3 separate regions of the Mus musculus genome follow, and regions 2 and 3 are each linked to region 1. A link is a contact called in public HiChIP or PLAC-seq data. All regions are on one chromosome and are shown on one strand. Each heading gives the region's core, a stretch centred on a gene start, on an enhancer-like site or on the middle of the called end of the contact. The rest is flanking DNA. Distances are from core to core; before and after follow the strand shown.

Region 1 (4,358 bases), core at 768-3,267:
CAGTCAAGACAACCCCATCTCATGTGGACAAGTCCTCACTTGAGACTGCTTTCTTAGGAGACTCTAGGCTGAGGGAATATATGGTAGGGGTGTTATGTGTATCTATTGCTTTAAGACAGGTACTGTTTCCAAGGCTCTAATATGCAAATCACAGGACACACTACATAAATAAGCCAGGGATATCCAATTTAAAAGGTGACATGCAAACATTTGGATAGCTTAGTCATACCTTACCAATGCCATTATGAGGGAAGTCCTTCTTAATGGCCTTTTGGCATGCTAGCCTGTGTTCATTTTCACTTTGAGTTGAGATCTGAAATTGAGTGAGAATGGATCTCTTAGGACAAGGGTACATTTACCTGGGGACAGTCTGTGTTAAGAAAGCAATGGGTGTTTAAAGGAAGGAGCAGGAGGTTGGTGACAAGGACCCTATTGATCCCTAGTGTGACACTGATTCCCAAAGAGTAGTAGGTTGTCCAACAAGACATGTTGTTCCTGCTGTATGATCTGAGGATCAAGGATTTCTTGTCAGTTTTACATGTCCGGGGTGTCCCGTGTAGGTGGGGATGGTGGACATGATCATTTATGCATTGATTTCAAGGGCTGTCTGGATGATGTGTCAATTTCCTCAAACAGTAAGATATTTGGAGAAATAGTTATGCAATGTGTGAGGAGACACTAATCTCTCTGAATTTCAAGGCCACATAGGACAGTGGATCCAGTTATCAGACAGAGACCACCTGCCTTGTGTGGGTATCCCGTGTTCCATGAGAGCCTCTCATAGGTACCACACAATTCATACTCTGTGTCGTTTGCTGCCATGACTATGACATAGCTACTGCACGGGGAGAAAGGATTGACTAAGTACCTAGTGAACACCATTGTGAACCAAGACACCTGCCATGTGCCCCATGGATTGCACCCCTCGCGACAAGTCAGCCACCGAACTTCTTGACTTTCGTTTTCTGTTGAATAAAAGAAAATATGAAGTAAAAACAAACCCATTGGTGTCTGGACATGAGGATCTGCAGTGTTGTGGATTAGAAGTATAAGATTCGGGCACACTGATCTCTGAGAATAGAATCAGGCCGAGGTTGGTGGAAGGTTTCTGTTCATCTGGAACTGACTGCTGTCCCCGTGCCCAGGGGCACTTCTCCTACTGTCTGGTCTCCTGCATCTGTAGCTCTGTATTGGGAGATAAGAAATGTCTCATGCATAAAAAAAGCTACCTTTTTTTTAAAAAAAGGCTGACATTTCATCCCTTATATTTTTACGCTTATTTGCTTGTATTTTTACCATATTAAAAAAATTACTCATGCCTATGACAGGGTTTTGGTGTCCCCATTGACTTTTTTCCTGAGGGAGTGTCTTACTTCCCTCCTCTTAACCCCAGCAGCCTCAAGTTATTCATTTTTTCATTCATTCATTCATTCACTATACATCCAGTCATGAAAACCATCTCTGAGCTATGGCTGGGCACTGGGGGAGGAGAACAGACACAAAACATCACTTGCTCTGATTGCAAGATGGGAGAAGATGACAGGGACTCTAGGGCAGGACAGAGAAGGGAAAGCCAAAGCTGACAGCCAGGGATCAAGACTGCTCCCACTGCCTACTGACTGTTGTCAACTTAGGTTTTCCATGACAAAAGCATAACCCTCAAAAACCCTTCTGGATTTTAGGTCCTTCTAGAAAAATACCCCAAGAGTTCCCAAGGCTTTATGAGGCCACCTGTAGCTGATTTGCATAAGGCCACATGCTGAGAAGTGGTGCCCTCCAAGTCCACCCCAGCTCTACCTGGCTCTGGGCACACACTCGCAGGGAGGTGGTTATTGCCCTCTGTGTCTGCTTCCTCCAGAGAAGTCAGGGAGGTGGGTGTGGAGGAGGCCATTCCAGGCTGAGACCTGAAGGGCACATGAGAGCTGATGTGGAGATGGTGGGGATCGAGCTACTCTGGCAGAACTAAATGTCGTGAGTCTTATCAGAGGCTAGTGTCCACAATTCTGAGAAGCAAGCAAAGCTGCTTGTGAAAGGGCACTGGCAACTTCCTCAATCTGCTCTCTGTTTCCTCCAGATGGGGCACAAATAAATAGGAAGAGCCTGCAGCTCACTGGCACTTGGAGGCTCCCGAAGGAGGCTGCCTGTCGCCCAAGCACAGAGGTAAGTGGCTTCCTGATACGGAGCTAAGGATGGGCGCAAAGCAGGGGCTGTGAGGGTCTCCAGGGTGGAAAAGGACAGCATAAGACAGGGCTGGGGTAGCATATTCCTCAAACTTGATCTCTCTAGAAAGACTAGGTCTCAGACTCCAAGTCAGTGAGTAGAGGAGGGGCATGCCGGAACATTGGAGCGGGGAACAAAGTCAGGGCTCTGGAAGAGGTACGGTTAGGATGTTCTCTGGGGCTCTGCGATTCTGGGGTTCTGGGAGGACACAGCTTTATCACTGGAGGCCTGGTGGCAGGGAGGACTCCCTGAAAGCTCTATGTGGGGCTAACTACTGTGTTCCTTCTAACTTTGCCACCCATATGTTACTTCAGTCCCTATCCTGAGTTTCTGGTCACACATCTGTGGGACAAGGTGAGTGGGAGACATAGCTCTCTCTGTCTTCAATGAGAAATGGAAGAAGGGCAGAGAAAGAGAGAGGGTAGAGAAAATTACCTACAAGAATGAAGAAGTGTTGGGGACAGAGCCAGAGATGTAGAACCTCCCTTGGTACTGGGTGTATTTGGCAAGCTCATTTGGGAAGTGCCAGAGACATACCAAATTACCCACCTCTGTGTGTGTATGTATGTGTGTATGTGTTTCTGTCTCTCTGTCTCTGTCTCTGTTTCTGTCTCTATGTGAGTGTTTCTGTCTCCCTAATTTTTCTTTTTCTGTACCTCTCTTTCTCTGTCTGTCTGTCTCTCTCTGTGTCTCTTTCTCTTACACACACACACACACACACACACACACACACACACACACACAGACAGACAGACAGACATACAGACACACACACACACACGCACACGCACACACACACACACACACACACACACACACACACACACACACACACACACACACACACCATACTGTGCTCTGAAATCACCACAGATGATTTAGGTCCAGATGTGTCGCTTCTGTACCTAGTGTACCAGCAGGTAGGTGTCTCATCATATAGCTAGGGACCAGTCCCTCCCAGACAGGGGCACAGACAACCCCTCTGCTGACAGATCACTGTCATGTCTCACAGATCATAAACTAACCTGTTCATATATTCCACATGCTGTATTCCAGAGATCATGCATTAGCCATTGTTTGACAGAAATCTCTGTGACCTGTTAAGTAAAGAATTTGCCTGAGGTTCAGGCCCCTGCCTCTGCTCCCGCACAGCACATAGGGCCTTTGAACCTTATCGCCCAATGAATTGGATCTTCATCCACATCTCTGTAGCAGCATCTCCCCTCTCCTTACCTCTTTCTTAAAAGCTTTAAAAGAAGACTCCTTCTCTGTCCTCATGGACTGAATTACAGCTTCAGACCATATCCTACTACTGGCTCTAACAAATCTTTAGCTGGAACCTAATGTCCGTACTGGAACCAGAAGGCTGTCCTGTAAGGCTCTTCCTCACTTGCTCTGCTGCCTCTGCATCTAACCCTAGACCTCTCTCTTCCCCTGGTGACTCTCCGGGATCTTCGAGGATCTCCTGCCTGTCTATACTGGAAATTGTCGTAAGTCACATGTTGCATGGGCCTGGGACTGTCCCTTCACCCAGACATGCTGAGTACAGAGATACCTGTTTGCCATCTTTCCTTACTACTTCTGGTCTGGCCACTCAGGAAGGGACCTGAGTGCCACAGGGTGCTTGTCTCCCTTGCTGCCAGTCCTCTAGACAATGGTTCTCAACCTGTGGGTCGGGACCCCTAGGCAGCCTCCTGTCAGATGTCTAGCAGATCAGATATTTACATCATGACTCAGAACCGTATCAAAAGACTGAAGTAGCAATAAAATAATGTTAAGGTTGTGGGTCACCACAGCATAAGGAACTGTGTTAAGAGGTCACAGCATTAGGAAGGTTGGGAGCCACTGGTCTAGACCCTCTTGACCAGGGTTCATGATGGCATTGCTCAGTTCCATGTGTCTAAGGCCTCTCCTCAGCTGCTTTCTGTGTGACCTCTAATGACCTCTATATGACCTCTACATGCTTTGTCATGAACTTTTCTCTAGCAATTCCTCAAATCCTGAGCCTCTTTAGTAACACTGACCACAGAATAAGTAGCCCACAAAAAACAGCTTCTTCGATTTAAAAATTCTAGATTTTGGCACAGCATCCAAAGCAGGTGACCCCTTACACTTGGGCATCCTTCATCTTCCATAGC
Region 2 (4,358 bases), core at 568-3,067, 49 kb before region 1:
GAATTGTTTCTGGGCCCCATACTAATATCCCCCTCTGAATCCTCCCGAATTGTGTCCACACAGTTTAAATAACCCTTAGCACCATTGTGTTCCATGCTCCAGCTAGTATGACCCAGTAAACCTTGCTTGAATTGCCCAATTGCTCTTCTAGTTCAAAGCCCCAAAGGGTTCCATATTCCTCCAAACGAAAGCATTGTCTGGCCTGCCATGGCAGTTCCCCTGGCCCCGCTACCAACTTCCATCTTAGAGTCTTATTGCTGTGAAGAGAAACCATAATCACAGACACTGGGCCTGGCTTGAGCATTGAAGCCTAAATGCCCACCCCCAGTGAAACAGGTCCTTCAATAGGTCCATATCTCCTCTAGCAAAGCCACAGCACTTAATAATGCCACTCTTTATGAACCTATGGGGCCCATTTCCATTTAATCCACCACAGTCCTATTTCAGAAAAGAGTGATGATTCTCCTCTTCCTCCTTCTCCTCTCTGCCCTCCTCCTCCTCCTTCCTCTCCTCCTCCTCCTTGTTCTCCTCCTCCCTGTCCTCCTTCTCCTTCTCCTCCTTCTCCTCCTCCTCCTTCATTGTCTTTGTAGTCATCGGTCTTTGTCTTCTTCTACCTCCTCCTCTTCTTCCTCTTCTTCCTTCTATTTTTCCAGTGCCATCCAAAGATGATGACTGCATTTCTGCATTGCTGTACACTCTGGACCCTCTCACGTTCTATCTTGATCATTTGCACATTTTTCCTAAACATGGCTGCTCGGCGATGTCCATTACAACGGGAATGGCTTTCTTCCATCTTTGTCATTCAATCTTGTTTGCAGCTCCCGAGGCTTCCAGCTAGCTTGTCTTGTTTCTCTTACAACACTTGAATGAAATTGTTCATGAGCTTCTTTCAAGAGTCTTACTGAATTATTCATCCATGAGATTAAAACCACAAGGGGAAAAAAGCCCTGATATTGCTAGCAACACCATCAAAGCATGAGCCTAGCTGAGCCTTGATTTGTGCATCCTTGATTCCTATCAAAAGAATCCTTGAGATACCAAGCCTGAACCATACAGGTAAGCATCCCTCCCCCCACCCATCTTCCCTGCTTGCTGAGTCCTCTGGGCATGCCGAGCTGTCCTGAGCAGCCTGCTATCCCAGCGGGACCTCCATTCTCACCCACATCTCCTTCCACCTTCATCTGACCTGTTGAGCCTAAACCATACAGTTGATCTTCCCTTCCCCCTCACCCCTGCTTGCTGAGTCCTCTGGTCATGCCGAGCTGCCCTGAGCAGGAACTTCCTCTGTGCCCCTTAGAGCGTGCCATTGCGCCAGGGCAACTTCTTTCTCCTGTGTTGAAATTCCTTCAGAATTGACATCATAGTCATGAGCTCCACAATAATTGATTACTGTTCTGTCATTTCAATCACAAATATACTTTCTTTACAAATACACTTATACAAGAATGCTATCTATCCTATTGATAAGCACAGCAACACCTGAAAGTCAAGTAGCACGGAGCAGAAACCGTTCGCACTCAGGTAGATCTGTGTTAAAATGCCTCCCTGAACTTTCATTTCCTAGTTGGCTTGTGACCGACGGCTATGAAGGACGGCTATGACAACTACATGGAGGTGGGAATGAAGGAAAGGGGAGCTTTGACATATAATTGGCGAATCTCTTTTTACTATTTGTAGATTAGCTGAAATTTAAATTGTTTGTTAGAATTTTTATTGTTTTTGTTTATGAAATTAGTGAATCCAGGGCTGGAGAGATGGCTCAGAGGTTAAGAGCATCAACTGCACTCCAGAGGTCCTGAGTTCAATCCCTAGCAACCACATGGTAGCTCACAACCATCTGGTGCCCTCTTCTGGCGTTTCTGGAGACAGCAACAGTGTCCTCACATACATAAAATAAAGAAATCTGAAAAGAAAAGAAAAGAAGAGAAGAGAAGAGAAGAGAAGAGAAGAGAAGAGAAGAGAAGAGAAAAGAAATTAGTGAATCCAGAAGTTGCTCAATATATTCTGAACTGATTACTAAAGTATCAGAATAAGGAGATTTTGTACAGAGACTTAATCAGGTGGGTACTCAAAAGGCTGAGCAGGTGTAGACACCTGCCACGAAGCCCGATGCTGTGAGTTCAGTCTCTGGATCACACTTGTTGGGAGGATGGAAGTGGCTCCTCCAAGTTGTCTTCTGACCTCCACATGTGAACCGTGGCTGGTGTACACCCATAAACAAACATATATACACATTTAAATAAGGAAGGAATGAATAGGAAAATCTGATTAGGATAACCACTTCTCTTGCTTACTTCAATGCTACTGAACTCTTTCTGAACCACTCAATGATGTAGTCACACAGAACAATAGAAATATCATTTATAATCTGAAAACGAAATCTGTAAACAAATAAGGCCAGGCAAGCCCCTCATTACAAACTGACAAATGTTCAGTATGGCCTTATTGAAAGGGACCAATTAATCTAGCAAGGCCTTGTACACAGAGAACCTGGTATCAAATTCCATCAAATTGAACTGATGGCCCTGTGATTTCTCCCACAGGAGGAGTCCCTGTGTGGCGTGCTGCCAAGTCCTGTGGCATGAAATAAGGCCAAGGAGGTGAACAGCAAGAGATGGAATGTTCTGGAAGAAGACCAAGCTCCTGAAGGTGCTGAGACACCAGGGGGTTCCCAGGCTGGGGGGCTTCATCTTGCGATTTATAGCCCCACATACAGGTCTCAGCACAGTTGACACCTGCAGTAGTATTGACTAATACAGAGGAATGAGTGGGGAGGGGGGCTTCTGAGGCAAGGAGGTATGAGCCCACATGGGACTTCTCTTACAGAGTCACACAGGATAGACTGTCTTTCTCTGGTAATGCATTGTCATGAATGTGTGAAATGTTCGCTTGGGCAAAACATAGATAACAAAACAGGATGCCAGAGTTTACTGTTGGCTTGTCCCAGGAGTGCGTTCTACTTAGATACACCAACTTGCCGGACTCCCAGAGAGGTTAGGGATTAAGCATAAACCACATGGATTGTGTACCTTTTAGATATTTGGTACTCTTCTCGGTGAATAGGAGGAACACTCCCGACAGCCAGCTTTCTGTCTGTCTTTCAGGTTGCAGACACAGTGCAACAGTCAGACTTTGAGAGAAGCTGTTCTTTTCTTTTTTTTTTTTAAAGAATTATTTTATTTATGAGTACACTGTTGCTGTCTCCAAACACACCAGAAGAGGGCGTCAGATCCCACTACAGATGGTTGTGAACCACCATGTAGTTGCTGGGAGTTGAACTCAGAACCTTTGGAAGAGCAGTAAGTGCTCCTAACCTCTGAGCCATCTCTCCAGCCCTCCCAGTCCCTGAGAAGCTGTTCTTAGTGCCCAAGCATCCATGGGCAGAAAGGGTAGAGTCCCAGATCATGTCTCCACCCATGGCTTAGGGAAGAGGTTCAAAGGCCACGGTCCATGATCTTCTCCTCTTGGTCCTGACAATGAGCAAAGGATGAAAGTCAGCTTTTAGCAAAGCAGGAGCCCTGCTCACCGCTGAGACACCATGGCAAGGATGTGTTTATCCTTGGAGATTACAGTACCCAAAATAAAATGTAAACTATAGACATATTTTCTTTGCTTTGTACTTTTACATAGGTTATTTCTTCTGTTACAAAACAACTGTGGATGCAGCATTGGAAATGGAGGAAATCAATAGTAAGCCTGGAATGGGAAGGCCTGACTCTATCTGTAAGTGTGTATAACAGGAAGGTAGGAGTCCACACGATAAAAGACTAAATCTCCAACCATGGACACTATTGTCTTAGGAACCACAGATGTAGCATGCTGCGTGTCCTGCTCTGTGCCAATTCCAGTCAAGGTTCCCTGAAGGCATCTCTGCACTCTCGTGTCTACTGTAACAACAATCAATTCTATATGTCTTCATTATTCTTTCATACATGTACAAGATACAGTTTGGTTGTGTCCCCCGCCCCCCCCCCCATTGTCTCTCATTACCTTTCCAATACCTGCTAAACCTCCAGTTCTTCCTGGTGAGTAGCCCTCCTGTTTTCAAATCTTTGCTTTGTGGGTTTGAGGAACCGTGTTTAAATAGGGCTGCTTATGTGAGTGTGAGTGGAATTTCTTTGTGGGGACATGAAAACATCACTGCAGAAGAACATAGCATTGTTCCTCTTGGCAATTGCTGAGAGTTAAAGATTTATAGAAACGTGACAAGGGACGCCTTATCCTTATAACCGGAGTGTAATATGAGTGTAATGGCCATGTTATATCAAGAAGTCAGTGCTTCACAGCAGTTACTCCCATCACCCGGCCCTTGCACACACTCTCCTTCCCTCTTCCATGGAGTTTCCTTAGCCTTGGAG
Region 3 (4,358 bases), core at 941-3,440, 38 kb after region 1:
ATATGTATACATACACATATATACATATATGCACATGCACACACATATATATACACACACACACATATATATGCATACAAACATACACACAAACACATACACACACATATATATACATACATGCAAACACACATACACACACATATATATATACACACACACATGTATATATATGCATACAAACACACACACAGACACATACACAGACATGTACACACACATACACTTACACACAAACGGATGGAAGGAGAAGGAAGAAGAAACAAATTCCTGCCTAAGAGATCTGTTTTTTTTTCTTTTGTTTTTCTCCCCACCCCCCCTTTTTTTTTTTTAGCTCTTTGAGAGTATCTCACAGTGCGTTTAAACATTTACCCTCTGTCTCTCTGCTCCCAGACCTACCTACCTTTTCTACCAAGCCAACTTTGTGTCCTCTTCAAATAAAAACAAAATTCAAACACAATTTGTTTGGCCCATATGCTCTCCGATGTGCGGCTGTCACTGAAGGGTAGACTACCCCTCAGGGGTCACATTCATAAAGAAAGCTGTCCCTCCTTCTCCTAGGGGCCACCAATTGCCAATAGTTTCTCAGCTAGGGGTAGGACTTCATGCCTGCCCCCACTCTTCATGCTGGGATTGTGTGTGGCCTGAGCCTGCAGAGTTGTTGTATACCATCTCAAATGCTATGAATTCATATGTACAGCTTCCCTGTGGTTCCTGCAAAACCCTTTTCTTATACACATCCCGTCTTCTGTGATAATCCCTCTGCGTGTGTGTGTGTGTGTGTGTGTGTGTGTGTGTGTGTGTGTGTGTGTTATTTAGGACTGATCATTCTGTGGCCTCTGTCCACATCTCTCTAAGTTGTGGCTCTCCATGTTAGTCACCATCTACTGCAAAAAGAAGCCTCTCTGGTAAAGATTGATCATGCGCCAATTTATGGGTCTATGGAAGAGTACAGGAGTCCATTTAGCAGAGTAACAGTAGTGGAGTCTCCCCTAGGGCCTACGGTACGTCTAGCCACAGGATCCTGGTCCCAGGAGGAGATCCCATTATGAGTTTTAGCTTATGGCGTGGCCTCAAAGCCACTCAGAAAGTGGTCAGCCAGTCCCATTATGTTCAGGCCACTGTTGCACTAGTGGGTATGTGGGTGTGTCCTTCCAGGCAACCATTGTGTAAACACACAGGGTTCACAGACAGGTGGGTCTGGTGATTTCTTTTCTCCATCAAGAGTACATAGCACTCTCCAGTGTTATGAATGCTAGCCAGTCAGGATGAGTGCAAGCTAATTTCCCCATGTTCTAGGACCCAAGCATGTGGTGCCTTCTGCAGTTGGACCTATCTGTCAAGTTCTGGAGTACTTAAAGCACTGACAATGGCATCTAGTGTTGAGGGGCAGGGGGCGGGGGGCAGGGGGCAGGGGGTGGGGAGTCTATGAAACCTCGTTTGCAATGATGCCAAAGAAGTATACCCATCCCTTGATATATGTGTCAACTGAAGAATAGATAATAAAAAATGTTATACATTTATGCCCTGGGCTATTACTCAATGTTAGGAAATACAAAATTCAAGGTAAATGTAAGAGCTGAAAACCATCATTCTGAGTGAGGTAACACAGGAAGACAGCTGACATTTATGTTTCTCTCACTTGAGGGTGTGAGCCTGGCATCTTCAGATATGTGTGTTCCATTGGGAATAGGCATGGAGGTCAGGAAATCAGTAAGGGGGGATTTCAAGAGGGAGGCAGGATGAAACAAAAGCTTAAATAGGAATAGTGGGGCAGGAGGTGAACTTTACTGGAGGACGATGGTAGGGCAGGGTAGAGGGAACATAGAGAGGGATGAATAACACTAAAGATGTCTTGAAAAAAATGGAAACCTACTATGGAAACTTTCTAATACATATGCATTTGTATATGTATATCTATATGTACATGTATGCATTTATAAAGAGTTTAAATGGCATCACCTAATGATGGGACAACAATGCCCCTTATTAGACACCACAGGATAACAAATTCAAAGAGGCCATTTTAAAATAAGAGTATTTCCCATGATCCCCTGGTCATCCTTTGGTTCAAGGTCAGTAACTAACAAATATAAACATGTGGCATTATCACGCCTGTGTCCCTATCATTTCACCCCCCTGCTCTGCTCTTATCTGTCCCAACCAGCCACTTCCCCATCACGCAGAGAAGGACCCACAGATGAGTCACAGTCAACCTGACTTTCTGCATCAGCTCTGCTGGCTTGCAGGCTCGCCCACACTCTTGGACTTATCACTGTTCTCTGTAAGGATGAAGTTTGATGTCATCTTCTTGTTAGTCACAAGACATTGTCCATACCTCAGTGGGCACGTTTGTCTACAAACATCTTTACAAGTTTAATCTGGGTCAAGCAGTCAATTCTGGTTTATTAGCGACCCTGCTCCCCCCCCCCGCCCCCAAACCCTGCCATTGTGCGAATGACCCTGAGGGAATTGTGGAATCTTGGGCTTTGTGATTGTACCATGTTTATATGTTGGAAAAAAATCATTCACCCTTCCTCTGAAATTCCCTGTACAGAGGTTACACAGCCCACGCACCCTAGGGAGAAATAAAAATGGAGCCGTGCTTTTCACATAAGTCCAGGAAGGGACTGGTGCAGCAGGCAAGATAACACTCTACAATTGCTTTTCCCAGCCCAGAATGCCACCACTGAGTGTGTGCCCCTGGTTTGAGGAGATCCTTACCGAGTTAGAACACGACGCTGGAGCTCAGTCGGTAAAGACTGGCTGCTGAAGCACAATGACCTAAGTTTAACGTCCTAAACATCCACAGAAGCCAAGCATGGTGGATCATGCTTGAAGTCTCAAGTCATGGTGAAATGGGAGTAGGGGTAGGGGTGGGGGTAAGGGGGACTGATGGAGCCCTGGGAGTTTGCTGGCTGCTAGCCTGGCCCTACTTGATGGAGTTCTAGGCCAGGGAGAGAGCCTATCTCAAACCAAAAGGGGAAGATAGATGAAGAATCAGTCACACACACACACACACACACACACACACACACACACAGAGAGAGAGAGAGAGAGAGAGAGAGAGACAGACAGACAGACAGACACACACACACACACACAGACACACACAGTGCGGCAGAGAAGGGAAAGAGGGAAGGAGGGAGAGGGGGAGAGATTTAATTGAATAATAACAGATTATAAAATTGGATCCTCTATTTAAAGATAGCAGATGTTATCTTTTCTTGGTTGCTCCTGGACGTTACATGATTGGAATGCTAGTTCTTGGACACCAGGGGTAGTGACACAGTTGTCACTGGCTAGCTTAGTGAGTCTATCAGTACCTCATCAGTATCTCCATCATCAGCCAACACTCTCTCACTTCCAATCTGGACATTTTACCTTAAATAGACCTAAAGCTGCAAGGAAGCCCATTAACACAGGGGCGAATAGCAGAAGCCACTGTGGCTGCCAAATGCAACTCTTTAGAGTTGAGCACAATATCACATAAGATTTGCTTTGTAAAAAGAAGTTTGACAGAACACTAAGTTTGTTCAGTTAGTGCTGCCCATTTGTGCACGGTGGCCATCCACCAGAACAAGAGGAACATACCAGCAACCGCTAACACAGAGAAGGCTTTCCCTCTCTCCGTCACAGCTCCTGAGTAAGGGGCCGGTCGTGAAGTCACCCACCCCATCTCTGCTGGGATCTTAACTGGCTTCATCTTGTGCTGGTAGCCATGGCTGCTGTGTGAATAAAGGCCCTGTCTTTTTTTGCTCCATCTCTCTGAATGCTTATTCTTAGCCCATTCAAATCTAGCACCAAGCCGTTAGGTTTCTCCCTTCAAGTATTTTATGGCTCCAGCCACGTATGTAGCAGAGGATGGCCTTGTTGAACATCAGTGGGAGGAGTAGCCCTTGGTCCTGTGGGGGTTCGATGCCCCAGTGTAGGGGAATGCCAGGGTGGGAAGGTGGGAGTGGGTGGGTGGGTGGGTGGGTGAGGGAGCACCCTCATAGAGGCAGGGTGTGTGGGGATAGGATAGGGGGTTTCCAAAGGGGAGACCTGGAAAGGGGATAACATTTGAAATGTAAATAGAGAAAATATCCAAGAAAAGGAAAAATAAAATAAAAGCACAGCACAATTCTTGTTCTCACCCTCATTCAGTAGTAGGAGTTGCTATGGAACACTCATTGTTTCTATACCTTCTCTTTTTTTTAAGATTTAATTATTATTATTATACATAAGTACACTGTAGCTGACTTCAGATGCACCAGAAGAGGGTGGGTGCCAGATCTCATTACGGATGGTTGTGAGCCACTATGTGGTTGCTGGGATTTGAACTCAGGACCTTTGGAAGAGCAGTCAGTGTTCTTAAC

The links. HiChIP or PLAC-seq counts read pairs in DNA pulled down with a chosen protein or histone mark.
Region 2: an H3K4me3 HiChIP or PLAC-seq map of bone marrow-derived macrophages shows a contact between it and region 1, with 2.2 times the contacts expected there. The contact joins the enhancer-like site here to the promoter of Csf2rb2 in region 1. A contact is called at or near these places in 3 of 39 promoter capture datasets (the C10 cell line, the SN4741 cell line and embryonic stem cells), 2 of 15 datasets of contacts at CTCF or cohesin (CD8 T cells and the NIH/3T3 cell line), 32 of 484 Hi-C or Micro-C datasets (the AtT-20 cell line, B cells, the F1.1 cell line and 19 more), 3 of 115 datasets of contacts at active chromatin or transcription factors (bone marrow-derived dendritic cells, bone marrow-derived macrophages and embryonic stem cells) and 2 of 9 other capture datasets (adipose tissue and liver).
Region 3: an H3K4me3 HiChIP or PLAC-seq map of bone marrow-derived macrophages shows a contact between it and region 1, with 3 times the contacts expected there. The contact joins the enhancer-like site here to the promoter of Csf2rb2 in region 1. A contact is called at or near these places in 2 of 39 promoter capture datasets (macrophages and neutrophils), 2 of 15 datasets of contacts at CTCF or cohesin (the G1E-ER4 cell line and the NIH/3T3 cell line), 20 of 484 Hi-C or Micro-C datasets (the G1E-ER4 cell line, the HPC-7 cell line, adipose-derived mesenchymal stem cells and 14 more), 8 of 115 datasets of contacts at active chromatin or transcription factors (CD8 T cells, the HPC-7 cell line, acute myeloid leukemia and 5 more) and 3 of 9 other capture datasets (adipose tissue, liver and pancreatic islet).

What each region holds. Positions count from the first base shown.
Region 1 is chr15:78,303,380-78,307,737 of GRCm38.p6, reverse strand. It overlaps Csf2rb2 (colony stimulating factor 2 receptor, beta 2, low-affinity (granulocyte-macrophage)), which reads left to right and starts at 2,017. Exons shown (of 14, transcript NM_007781.3): 1 at 2,017-2,160.
Region 2 is chr15:78,352,655-78,357,012 of GRCm38.p6, reverse strand. No RefSeq gene overlaps it. Among named protein-coding and RNA genes, the nearest start is that of Mir7676-2, 6.2 kb to the right of the region's middle. Within about 2 kb of position 1,817, at least 17 of the 459 cell types and tissues checked have an H3K27ac peak or open chromatin away from gene starts, as enhancers often do. A contact at or near this core is called in bone marrow-derived macrophages, where this site is marked.
Region 3 is chr15:78,265,888-78,270,245 of GRCm38.p6, reverse strand. No RefSeq gene overlaps it. Among named protein-coding and RNA genes, the nearest start is that of Mir7676-1, 17 kb to the left of the region's middle. Within about 2 kb of position 2,190, at least 64 of the 459 cell types and tissues checked have an H3K27ac peak or open chromatin away from gene starts, as enhancers often do. A contact at or near this core is called in the G1E-ER4 cell line, the HPC-7 cell line, acute myeloid leukemia and 6 more, where this site is marked.